2 separate regions of the Pan troglodytes genome follow, and region 1 is linked to region 2. A link is a contact called in public Hi-C data. All regions are on one chromosome and are shown on one strand. The core of a region is the stretch at or near the end of the contact, and the rest is flanking DNA. Distances in the headings are between cores, read along the strand shown.

The links. A called contact is a pair of places that touch in the nucleus more often than the background predicts.
Region 1: a contact with region 2 is called in a Hi-C map of induced pluripotent stem cells, with 4 times the contacts expected there. The contact joins the promoter of MSX2 here to the promoter of NKX2-5 in region 2. A contact is called at or near these places in 2 of 7 Hi-C or Micro-C datasets (both in induced pluripotent stem cells).

Annotation. Positions count from the first base shown.
Region 1 is chr4:172,371,782-172,378,411 of NHGRI_mPanTro3-v2.0_pri, reverse strand. It overlaps MSX2 (msh homeobox 2), which reads right to left and starts at 3,138. Exons shown (of 2, transcript NM_001135625.3): 1 at 2,713-3,138. The coding sequence starts at 3,091.
Region 2 is chr4:170,893,132-170,899,789 of NHGRI_mPanTro3-v2.0_pri, reverse strand. It overlaps NKX2-5 (NK2 homeobox 5), which reads left to right and starts at 2,171. Exons shown (of 2, transcript XM_518104.8): 1 at 2,171-2,718; 2 at 4,266-5,369. The coding sequence starts at 2,385. The coding sequence ends at 4,909.

The DNA.
Region 1 (6,630 bases), core at 1,889-4,388, 1.5 Mb before region 2:
CTGAATCAAAAAGAGATAAGAGGCTTTGTAACCAACCAAAGAACAGAAATCTGGGAAAGGGAAGGATAAGAAACTACCATAAAAGTCTATACTTCTGCATTTGCTAATCCCTAAGTTACTAGACAGCTGGGGAGCCAGCTTCTTAATTTACAAATTAACAACACTGTCAGAGACTCTCAAGAGACCAGCAAAATTCTCGCCCTTTCTAAACTAGGCCGGGCCCTCAGGAGGACCCAGGTGTCTCAGCTCAGATACCAAGTTCCTAGTGTGTATATACTCTTGCTTCTGGCTCTACGTGGGGTTTTGAAGCACTGCGCGCCTGGGCAGGGTAATTCCAGCTGGTCCTTCGGGTTACATTTGAATTATGAAATCCAGGTGACCGGGATCGCACATGTGTATCAAAACCATGAAGCTATGAGGCTTCCTCCCAATGCAACACTCCCCATCCCTCCACCCCCACCTAATTTTAAACCAGCCAGAGGAAGGATGCGATTATATAAGGCAAAACAGCGTTTATCCTACTTCCTCCAAATAACAAAATCAGGCCCGGGCGGGTAGCTCCCTCTCGCCCCAGGCTCCGTCGCCTGGCATTCTCAGGACCCACTGCTCTGACCACAGGGTTCCCGCTGCCACCTCCAGGCCCAAAGCACCGACAATTCTTCATGGTGTTTTTTTTTTTGTTTTTTTGTTTTTTTTACTTTAAGTTCCGGGATACATGTGCAGAATGTGCAGGTTATAAACTCGGTTCTCAGAATTTCTGGTTCTTTTCATGGGAAGGTCACAGCCTGGGCCCGAGGTTGCCTTACCCAGAGCAGGGAAGCTTGAGCACAGGGCAGGGATGTTTGGAGGGGTAGTAGTCATTGCCTTTCCAGACCCACAGGCCTAAAGGATGGCAGGATTCCTAACCTCTGGACACTACTCCATTTAAGGCCTGTATCATTGGCTGGGCATAGCCGTAAGCTATGTACTCAATATTTGTCAAACAAATTAAGTCTTTTAATTTTCTGAGCCTCTACCTCACTGTCGATAAAGTGGGTAAGTAACACTAATCCCTCAATGTGGTCCACAGTACTAAAATTTTAAGCGTACCCAGAGCCCTGTCTGCCACCTGGTAGGTGATCATTAAATGGCCCCAAGATTTTTTTTTTTTTTTTTTTTTTTTTTGGTCAGGCCCAAACTGCCGATTCCTCTCTGAACTTTGCCGAAATGTCCTCATCTGTTAAGAGGCCGGCTGCTGCCCTACAGAGGAGATAAGATAATACGGTGAAAAGTGCTATAAAGCACTATCCAAACTTGAGTTTAAATTCTTTGAGTCCCTTAATCTCCTCGCCCTTTGAATCTTTCAGAGTTTCTAACAGGGTGGAGAGAGACTGCCAGAGGGGACAGCCACTGACGCCTGGGTATACGGCCTTGTTTTGTTAACAAAATACATTGCGTCTAGTCTTGAGGGCTGAATGATGTAAATAGTGAAAGGATCTCTCTCAGCTTTGGAGAAAGTCCCTCCACAGCCCCCACCCTCACCTTTCCTACAGGTAGGGGATGGGGTGGCGGGAAATTAGGGGGTAGAGAAACCATAAAAGCCAAGAGATAAAAGTAAAAGAGGCTGTCAAGGATGACGTCTCCAAATTGTAAAAGGACTCAGGGACCAAAAATGGATGCTGAAGCGGAGAATTCTCTGCAGCCTCAATTCTCAAGTGGGGTGCAGGTGAGGATCTCTACCTAGTCTCTCTGGGGAGAGGACGCAAAAGTGGTCAGGGCATATCAAACAGAGGAGCAGGGCGCGGGCAACAGGTCCCCCTGGCCAATCAGTGGTTGTTGGTAACCTGGGACAAGCAAAGGCCGTCTTCTTTAAAAGCCTCAGCGTCCACGTCTGAAAAATAGGGTAGTCACAAGTCCAGTGTCTACACTTGGGGGTTCCAGTGAGGATCTCGATCTGGTGAGCTAGTGAGCATCACTCTGCAAACTCTCAAGCCCTGCTGGAAGGCGGTTCATTATCACTGTGAGCCAAGAAGAGCCCGTGCGCTTCTGGCCCCAGCCCGCTCCCGGCGAAGCTTAGAACCTTGCCGGGGAGGTGCTGGCTGCGGAGACCACAGAGAGACATTTCCTCCCCGCACCAGACTCTGATGCCACCATCCCTGGTGCCACCATCCCTTCGTGGGATCCGGCTTCGACACCCGCGGGACTCACGAAAGAAAATGGTTTCTCCTCAATGTCTGGCTAAGCCCAGTTAGCTCATCTTTAAAATGGGGGCACAACTCTCAGGGTTGAGTTTTGAACCTGTCTCGTTCCTGGTACATCCAAGTGCTCACTGGACAAGGATCCATCTCCTTCACTCCCCAGGCAGAGACTCCGGGGAACAGTGAAACAAAAACAAGCCAAGTGGCCAGAGCGCAGGGCCGAGGGCTGTAGAAACGGACCACCGAGCGACCCCGTAAACCCAGCTGGGGTCCGCTCTTGAAAGAACAATCTGTATGTCGAGGGAGTCTCAGACACACACAGCGCGGTTATTACCCAGAGGGTGTCTTGGATGCGGACGGCGCACTGGGCGCGCCGAACGCCCCGGGCACCCAGGAGTCCAGAGGCCCTGGGCTTGCTTTCCCGGGAGTGTAGCGCACGCAGAAGGGTCTCGGTACCCCCAGCCCTGGAACACCCGCCCCCCGCTCCCTCCAGTACCCCGCGCTACCTCCTACTCCTGCCCCGGCGCGCACTCACTTGGCGGCGGCGAATATCGGCCGGGTTCCTGCATCCACGCCGCTCCATCTTCTGAGTTTTCCGACTTGACCGAGGCGGTCTCGAAGGGCTTCACCAGCGGCCCGGGGCTGTGCGCTTCCCGAGCGCCGTGCCCCGACAGCAGCAGTGGCCGCAGGGTGGCCCCGGCCGAGGCGCTTTCGGCCGGCAGCGGGGACGCCTCCTTGGGCGGCTTCTTGTCGGACATGAGCGCCTCCACGCTGAAGGGCAGGCTGGAGACCTTGACGCGGCGCTCCTCCGCGGCCCCCTCGGCGCCCCCAGGCCCCGGGCCTGGTCCGGCCACCACTGCTGGGCCCTCCTCGTCGGGCGAAAACAAGTCATTGCCTTTGGACGGAGAAGCCATGACTTCTCTGCCCTACGTAGCTCCCGACGCGCGACTCCGCTGGCAACCCGGCAGCGGCGACTCAAACTTTTTTGCTGCGGAGACGGGAGGGGCGCGCTGGGAGCTGAGCCTTTCCTCCGAGGGGAAGTGGGAGACGCGCGCCGCCAATCCGCGCCGGGCCTGGCGCTGACGCCAGAGACGCTCGCCTCTGATTGGCTCTTCCCGAAGGGGCTGCCCCCTCCTTTTTTTTTTTTTTTTTTTTCTTGTTTGAAATAAATTAGGAGTTAATTACAGGAGCAGTCAGCAGAGTTGTTATTAGGCGATCCCTGAAGGGTTATAATCACGCCGAAACTGAAAAGCCCGAGACCTAATTAAGAGCGATTATTTAAAGCGGAAGTTCGCCGAGTCCCATTTCTTCTCTCTTTTGACCCTTCTTTAAAAGGGACCCTGCGCCCATCCCACTCTCCCTCTACAGCCAGAATAAGTTCAAGATTCGCAAACAGCATTGCAGAAACATTTACGAAGCCCCTACTATGCGTCAAAATTGGCTTACGTTACAATTCCAGAAAGTCGGTGCTGAAACTCACAGGCCAGTATCCCTGTGAAAGAAATGTATGCACTTAGAAGAGTAACTCGCCACTAGCCAGCGCTCAAAAGCGCCCACTGTTATTATTACAACTCTTTCCCCTGGAAAAGAGGGGCCGGAAGGAGCCCGAGAAGTGGTCAGGAGTGCCTCTCTCCCAAATGGTTCGGAGTGGAGAATTTAAATCAGTTGTCCCCATCTCTCTCACTAGAAAGCAAATCCAGCGCACTTTTAGAAAGTTGAAATCTCTGTACTTGTCTCCTGAACCTCCTTTCTGAGCGCGATCCGGATCCGACCTTTTTCTCAAGACAGTGCAAGTGTGCATTCATGAGTTTGTTTGAGCCTGTGTTTGTCGTGCGTGTTTGAATGCCAGTGTTTGCCTCGGAGGGTAATGGGGGTGGGGGGGAGGAGGAAAAGTCGCCAATATCTAGTGCCTCCCTCTCGTTTGCAAGTCTCAGAAATACCGGCTTCCAAGTTTGCACACCCCAGGCCTACATATCATTTTGGGAAGCACATTTTTATTCATGGCACCTGGTTTTTTATAAAAACATAGATGTCTCCACCCCACCCCAAATTATACCCTCGGTAATTCCTTTCCAAAGCCTCAGTGATGACTGTCTCAGCCTGGGGAAGGGGAGAGCGAGCTTCGAGGATTAGAGGCCTCGGATCTCTCCGCTGGTCCTCAAAATGCCTGACCTAGAAGGTTAGCTTCAAACGACTTTTTTCAGGCTGCGGCTGTCTTTTCCTATATCTGAACGATTATCCTGAGACTGACGAGGTAAATAGGAAGTCACCCAGTTCAGGACCTCGCCTACAGCAGATGCTGGCTAAACATTCCCTAGAGCATTGGAAGGGAGAGACATTGTTTTTAATTATTTAAATGACCAAGGCTTGGAGGCTACCTCCCAGTTCAGGAGTATTAGAAACTTGACCCCTAGACCTACAGACCCTTATGTACCCTTCCCAATGTACCTCTCTGAGGCACTGTTTGCTTCACCCCAAACCTATCCCTGAAGTGAAACTGTGCTGGCCCGAGAGAACTGGAAAAAAGTATTACCTGAATCTTAGAGGATAAAGACAGTCTGCACAGGCCAGTTAATTCAGTTTGATTAAAGATGGTCCTGAAAAAGTAAAAGAGTAAATAAGTCCTAAACACAGTCTTCTAAAACTTCTGAGTTTTTCTCTCACTATAAAGAATATGCACATTTCTTCTTAACCAACTGGAGGCTCAAAAAAGTTTAAAAAAAAAACAACTATGAAAACTACCTGGAGATGTATGCGTTTTCCCCTTGAGTCATACCTGGTGATAGTTGATTTGATATGCATCTCAAATACAGTACAGGTAAATCCAGATTAAGTTCTGTACCTTCTAGATGTACAAGGCAAGGTGCAGGCTATATATTTTGGAAGCAAATCTGAAATTCGTTTAGCCCTCAGCTGCCAAAGTGTACAAAAGGGTTCACCTTTCAGTTAGGCTAAACGCAGCCAATGTTTTATAATTATTCCTGAAAACTCCTTGTTAATATCTGTCAGCTATAAGGCACACAGGCTCATTCCTGAGAAATTCGAAACAAAAATCAATACCACTGGAACTCCTTTATTTTAATGAACTTCTCTGGGAAAGGAAAAGCCAGGTCCCCTTTACTACTCTGGAATACTGAAGTCCAGGCAGAGACAAATAAATTATAAAGCCAGGAATAGGAAAACAGAGATAAAAAAATTACTGGTGTTCAAAATCAGAGTGCCAAGCTCTGACCATGAATAGGAAAGATGCTGAGAGAGGAACCAGCCTGCTCCTGGGGTCTTTGCCAGTTCCCTCCCCAGCTCTCTGCTGAGGTGGAGACAAATCGGGAAAGGGGCTCACTTCTGCTGGGAAAGGGCTGGAACCGCAACACAACGCTAGCCCTTTATGGAAAGCCCCAAGTCTGCATTTAATCCAACTTTGGCTGCGTTTTCAGAACGTTTTATTCACCTTTTCCTGGCGGACTGACCTTGGGCACTGTAAATTGCTTCCTCCAGCCAGCGTTTTTTTTTTTTTTTTTAATCTCCAAAATGAGAGATAATAATCCTTACCTGAGATGACTCTGGTGGTGATTAAATTCAATAGGCTACCTAAAGTAACTAGAAGGCATAGGAGGTCCAGGTTAAAACATTATTGTATATCAAAAGCAATCACAATGTATCGAATGCTTTCTCCCTGCCAAGTATCGAAAGATAAGGTGCGTCCCAGACCTCACTGTAGGTTCTTTGTAAAATTTCCGGGGCTGAGAATTTGGCTCGGTCTGAGAAGCGTCCTGGTTTGGGGACAGTGATCTAGCGGAGTGACTGGCCTTGTCACGTAGAAGGCACTCAGTAAATGTTAGTTCCCAGGGATGTATGCGTAGCTGCAATATTTGCTAGCAAAAAAGCGGGGTTCCAATAGGAACTCAGCCACCAGGAAGCATCAACTCTGAAGGATGCTTTAGTGCCTGGACCTATCCAGGATCTTATTGGTTTCTTCCAACACACCGCTGCTAGCAGATTATTTTTCCCATTTCACAGATGAATGCCTAAGGCTGGGAAGCGCTAATACTCTGCCCAAGGTCGCGCAGGTAGAAGTGGGAGACCCAGGAATCCCCCCCGCGCGGCTGAGGCCTCTGAGCGCAGATCCTCAACCCTGCACCTTCCCGCGCTCCCCGGGGCGCGTTACACCCGCCAGGCCCCTTCTTGAATCAACCGCGTACGCGCGCGGCGAGTCCCAAGGAGAAAACACTCCTTGCAAACTGTGGAGCACAGCGCGCAGAACGCAGCGTTTGTAACCCCGAGGGCCGAACGCTGGATCCCAGCGGCTAGAAGGGGGCGGGGGAGGGGCAGCGAAGGGGGCTGTAGACGGGCCTGGGCTTCGGGCAGGCGCCAGGCGCGGGGAGATGAAAGGCGGGCTCCGGGGGAAGGGGCTGCGCCGGGTGACCGGCTCCAGCCGCGCCGGGCGCCCCGCCCC
Region 2 (6,658 bases), core at 922-3,421:
CTTAACAGCGCTCCCAGGACCCTCGTTCCGAGCTCTTTTCAGCGAGACATTTAATTGAATCGGATGTGGCTCGTTTGCCAGACGTCACCGCCTCGGCGATAGGCATCCTCTCCAACGACCCCCCACCCCCGCCCGCGCTCGAAAACAATCTTCAAAGGCAAGGCGGGCCCCCAAGCTAGGTTAATTTACAGCCATAACGGTAACGTGGCCAAAAGTCCAGGCGAGGAAGGGCCGCAAGGCCGCTGACATGCAGCTCCGTCCAAGGAGAATTTGGGTTGGGAGGTGAAGAGGTGGCGGGACGAGGTTTCCTGGGCCTTGAACGCCCCACATTTAAGAAAAGGCATCCTCCACAGACTAGACTAACAATTCCAGACCCCCAGTAGTCCCTGGCTCAGAAACTCGAGGCGTGATTTCGGCGTGGCAGCCCAGGCCTGCTACTGACGGCTGGCGCCTAGAAGCCGGGGTCAGGGCGTTGCGCGCCTCCCGGGCTGCCCTGCGGGGCTCACCTCTCTCCCCAGCATGGAGGCCCCAGGTCCTGGGAGTGTGGCTTTGATGAGGGACAGGAAAAGTCCCAACATCAGGCCAATGCTTGACTTCACTTGCGTCGGCGTCTCAGACGGCACACTGTCGGGTTTGAGCACCCAAGATGTACGTTCTGGACAGACACTATTTTGTCCCCATACATGGAGCGTTTCCTCCGCACCTTGGGCGCGCCTGCGGGAGCTGTGTCTTTAGGTAGTTTTTGGCCCTGCGCCGCCTTTATTCTACTCCAAGCGCCTCTTGCCAACCCGCACTCCTCAAAGAGCCAAGCCCTCCACATCCCCATTCTCAGCAAGTCCACGCGTCCCGCCCAGCTTCCCGCCCGCGGTTCCCTGTACCAGCTAGGGCCGTGAGAAGCCAACGCTTTTCCACTGACAAATCCTGTCATCCCCAGCTCTAGAAGGCGTCCTTAATCTGGGCCCGCTCTGCCTGCCCGGACTCCTGAATGGTAAGCAAAATAAAACTCTTCTCTGCAGTGTTCTGGGGAATGGAGAAGACCCCAAGCTTTCATCAGACCTCCCAAGGAGTGCGGGGACCCAGAGAAATGAGGCCACCCGGGCGGGATCTGGCCATGCAGCTGGCGCTCCCGAAACTCTGGCAGATTTGTCTGACTTCTGTGCCCTACTCTACCGACCCTGGGCTAAAAATGATCATGATCACCCCACTTGCCCTGCCCTTCCCCCACGCGCCTGACCGAGCCGCAGGGGTGCCCCACTGGAAGTCCGGCCCAGAGGCCTCAGAGAAATCCTGGCCTAGCTGGGCTCAGAGGAGCCCCGCCTCCCTGAGAGCTAAACCTGGGCTAGGACCCTGAAACCTCGAGGTTGGCAGAAGCCTGAGGGCCTTGCTGCTAGGCAGGGAGGGCACGGGAAGGAGGGAGGTGGGATCGATGGCCTCCAAACAGGGGGAACAAGGTGACTGGTAGCTGGGGCACTCCACAAGACAGGTGTCTCCTGGGAAGCTGAGCTGACCAGCTGGGATTCCTGATTTATTTCATTATTAAGGGGAGAGGCATTTCCCTGGGAGGGTACTGGCAGTGACTGATGCCCCCTGGAGTTGTGCTGTGCATAACACTACTGTAGGAGGCAGCAACTCCTACCCCACCTGGCCATCACTCACCTTGCCCTTACTTTCGTTGACTTGCCCAGAAGCACCCAGAGCCTGCGGCATGACTGACCCTGTAGGCCAAGCCAAACCAAACCCCCGAATTGTCCAGAATCTCGCCCTGCTGCTATCCCCAAAGCCAGCCCTGTCCTCCAGGCTTCTCTTCCTATTCAGACTCTCCCTCATCCCACCACCTTCAGTAATAAAGCCTTCCTCAAATCACTCTCCTCCCCACCGCTTCCCACCCCATCCTTCTCTCTCCCATTCTGGTTTGGGTGCTGAGGAATATTTCTTCAAACCCACACCCATCCAGCCCTGCCCAGAGTCCTGACTCTGCATGCCTCTGGTAGGCTTTTCAGGCTCACGTTAGGGAGCAAACGCAGGCTGCAGGAGCAAAAGGAGACCCTTCCAAATGCGTCGTGGCCCCTTTAAAAAAGCTGGGCAGGGCTTTTTTTTTTTTTTTTTTTTTTTTTTTTGCCGTATGACTATATTAGGTGACACGAAACTGCTCATCGCTCCTGTCATCGAGGCCCCTGGCCCAATGGCAGGCTGAGTCCCCCTCCTCTGGCCTGGTCCCGCCTCTCCTGCCCCTTGTGCTCAGCGCTACCTGCTGCCCGGACACATCCAGAGCTGGCCGGCGGGTGCGCGGGCGGGCGGCGGCACCATGCAGGGAAGCTGCCAGGGGCCGTGGGCAGCGCCGCTTTCTGCCGCCCACCTGGCGCTGTGAGACTGGCGCTGCCACCATGTTCCCCAGCCCTGCTCTCACGCCCACGCCCTTCTCAGTCAAAGACATCCTAAACCTGGAGCAGCAGCAGCGCAGCCTGGCTGCCGCCGGAGAGCTCTCTGCCCGCCTGGAGGCGACCCTGGCGCCCTCCTCCTGCATGCTGGCCGCCTTCAAGCCAGAGGCCTACGCTGGGCCCGAGGCGGCTGCGCCGGGCCTCCCAGAGCTGCGCGCAGAGCTGGGCCGCGCGCCTTCACCGGCCAAGTGTGCGTCTGCCTTTCCCGCCGCCCCCGCCTTCTATCCACGTGCCTACAGCGACCCCGACCCAGCCAAGGACCCTAGAGCCGAAAAGAAAGGTGAGGAGGAAACACAGGCCCCCTTCTCCCCTCCTGGGTCGCTTTCGTCCCCAAGAAACTCAGGGCCAGGAGGAGGAGACACGCGCCCTTGGGCCGAGGGCTGGGCTGCGGCGGGGGGTTCAGAATGTAAGATGCCTGGTGTTGTCGCCAGGCTCCCGCGCCCCGCGTCCAATCGGAGGTTCAGAGGAAATGCCGGATTGAAAGGATCAGAAGCAAGAGACCAAAAAACGTTTCCCCCCGGCCTAACAAAGCACCGGGCGGCTTCGGCTCTGCTCCTGGGTCTGGTAGGAAGTTGAGAAATCGGTTTATGGTAGACAGAACAGAGAGACAAGCAGATAATCTCTGTTTTTAAATCTCCTTTGGATTTACGAATCTTTTTAAAGATCTGATGAGAACCGCTAAACAGAAATTGAAATGTTGCTCACCAGACAGCTTTTGCGTACAATCGGAGGAGGGTCCTGGACCTTCTTTCTGCAGCCCACCCGCGACCCGGGTTTCTGGTGCCTTTCTTTCTTTGCGCCAGGAAAGTGGAGTCTGGGATCGAGGGCCTTGATTTTAAAATGGGATACTGCGGACCCTCAGGAATCTGACTTCACTTTATTTTTTCAGCACAACTTGCCGGCGCGGCCAGGGCGGAGAGGTTCCCTCGTGGAAAAGTTAGGAAATGCTGCGCTACCGCGGGCACAAGGGAGTGGACGAGATGAGTGCGGGATCACCCCGCAGGCCATCCCAGGATCGGGGAGGGAGGCCGGCCCCGCTGCAGAAAGGGGCCTTCTGGGAGACCCCCCAGCCCAAGGCAGGAGCCCGGGCGATTCCCGGGAGGCCGCAGGCGCTGGGCGAAGCGCTGGGCGAAGGGCCGCTGTGAGCCGGGAGAGAATTCATAGGTTTGTTGAGGAGCAGAGGCCTGGGAACAAATTCGGGCGGGCACGGCGGCTAGAACTGATCGCTACCAATTCGAGGAAGCCAGCAAGGCAGGTTCCGAGGCCGCCTGCCCACCCGCAGCTTCTTGGACACTGCGCAAACCCTGCTGCGGCCAGGCTGGAGCCTCCGATCACCAAACCAACACTCCCTGGCTTTCTGTTTCTTGATTCCTTAATTTTGAGATAAGACCGTCCCTAGCAGTGAGGCTTCGGCCTCTGTTCATTTAACTTCTCAAACCAAACTAGCCCTAATTCAGTTCACCCCAGAGCATCACCTTGTTTTATTTTTATTTTTTTATTTTTATTATTATTATTTTTTTTTTTTTTTTTTGCAGCCTGAAATTTTAAGTCACCGTCTGTCTCCCTCACCAGGGTGTGAACTGCCCCGAGGGCAGAGACCTCCCGTTTTGTTCTCCAGCGCCTTGAGCCAGCCTGACTTTCTACAAATGCTGAGTGAGACGTGTCGGTGGCTCCCAGTGCACTTGGCAGAGTGAGCCGCAGCCAGCTGGGCGCTCCAGGCAGGACACAGTGGCCTCCACGAGGATCCCTTACCATTACTGTGCGGCCGCGCTCCGTAGGTCAAGCCGCTCTTACCAAGCGTCTCTCTGCCTCTCTGTTCCCCCTCAGAGCTGTGCGCGCTGCAGAAGGCGGTGGAGCTGGAGAAGACAGAGGTGGACAACGCGGAACGGCCCCGGGCGCGACGGCGGAGGAAGCCGCGGGTGCTCTTCTCGCAGGCGCAGGTCTATGAGCTGGAGCGGCGCTTCAAGCAGCAGCGGTACCTGTCGGCCCCCGAACGCGACCAGCTGGCCAGCGTGCTGAAACTCACGTCCACGCAGGTCAAGATCTGGTTCCAGAACCGGCGCTACAAGTGCAAGCGGCAGCGGCAGGACCAGACTCTGGAGCTGGTGGGGCTGCCCCCGCCGCCGCCGCCGCCGCCTGCCCGCAGGATCGCGGTGCCAGTGCTGGTGCGCGATGGCAAGCCATGCCTAGGGGACTCGGCGCCCTACGCGCCTGCCTACGGCGTGGGCCTCAATCCCTACGGTTATAACGCCTACCCCGCCTATCCGGGTTACGGCGGCGCGGCCTGCAGCCCTGGCTACAGCTGCACTGCCGCTTACCCCGCCGGGCCTTCCCCAGCGCAGCCGGCCACTGCCGCCGCCAATAACAACTTCGTGAACTTCGGCGTCGGGGACTTGAATGCGGTTCAGAGCCCCGGGATTCCGCAGAGCAACTCGGGCGTGTCCACGCTGCATGGTATCCGAGCCTGGTAGGGAAGGGACCCGCGTGGCGCGACCCTGACCGATCCCACCTCAACAGCTCCCCGACTCTCGGGGGGAGAAGGGGCTCCCAACATGACCCTGAGTCCCCTGGATTTTGCATTCACTCCTGCGGAGACCTAGGAACTTTTTCTGTCCCACGCGCGTTTGTTCTTGCGCACGGGAGAGTTTGTGGCGGCGATTATGCAGCGTGCAATGACTGATCCTGCAGCCTGGTGTCTTAGCTGTCCCCCCAGGAGTGCCCTCCAAGAGTCCATGGGCACCCCCGGTTGGAACTGGGACTGAGCTCGGGCACGCAGGGCCTGAGATCTGGCCGCCCATTCCGCGAGCCAGGGCCGGGCGCCCGGGCCTTTGCTATCTCGCCGTCGCCCGCCCACGCACCCACCCGTATTTATGTTTTTACCTATTGCTGTAAGAAATGAGGATCTCCTTCCCATTAAAGAGAGTGCGTTGACCCCGCACGTGTGCTTCTTTCAGCTTGCGGCGCTTCAGAAGCAGGAGAGAGGTGGCCGCCCGGGACTGGTCTCAGATCTCAGGCACAGGCATTCGCTGAGCAAATTGATAACATTGATACTAATAAAACCTAACCCTTGCTGGAACCATACTGGTTCCGTGTCGGGCACTTTCTGAGATTGTCTCATATAATCCTCAATAATCCAAAAAATAAAAAATAAAATCCTATTTTAAAGTTTAGAAGCTGAGGCCCGGAGAGGTTTAATGACTTACCTGCGAGCAAATAGCCAGTACTAGTCGAACTCTGGTTAAATTCTGGATGCCTCACTTCAGAGACCGCCTTCCCTGTGCTCCCAAGCTCCCCTCCTTGAATCCTAATGTGTGCCAGGCACGGTTCCAGGCACTGGGCATTAAATGGACAGCAAAAGAACCTGGGCCCTCTGTAGCTGGAGAGCACCGTGATCATCCCACTTAAAAGAACTCCTTAGCCTGTTTCCAGATGGAAAAGCCAAGAACCCAAGCCCTTGGCAAGCGTTCTCAGGCTCCTCAGATGCCCCCAGATGCCAAGTCGGGGCCTCATCAGCTGCCCATGGGACTGAGTGCCGAGGCTGGACCCCAGAGAGGTGTCCTGCGGATGGTGCTCACCTCCAGCTGTGGTGAGGCCCCATAAATTCACATGGTCAAGGGAGCCCCTAAGCCTTAACCTTACTGATGTCCTTTCCTTAGGGCATTTAATTTCACCATAGTTCTGACCAACAAATGTTACTACTGTCCTGATTTTATAGATGAGAAAACTGAGGCTCAGCGAAATCAAGTTTAAACCCTGCTTGTTATGGGACTTGCCCACTGCATGCCTCGGTGGTGGTGGTGGTGGTGGTGGTGATGGTGGTGGTGGTGGTGGTGGCGGCGGTGGTTGCTCTTGTTTGTCTGTAAAATGAGGATAACAAACACACCTTGCTCGCATCCAGGATCGCCAGTCAGCAGGTGCTGGGACCTGACCTCCAGCTCCTCTATCACCAGCCCCAGAGCCTGAGGAACTGACCCAGGATCTTTTTAAGATACGTCTTTAAAAGGGACCAAAGCCAGAGGGAGTTGAGGATTTGTTTTCTCACTGGATATGGGTTTTTCTGATATTTTGCCCAGGAAGCACTGAGTTGGAGGCCTGGGGCATTGGGGCATCCGGCTGAGAGCTCCCTGACACAGCCAAAGCATTGCTTGTGGCAGCCAGGAACCAAGTGCTTCTCAATGTTCCCCTGACTCCCAGTAAGGGTCACCAGGCTGGCCTGGCAC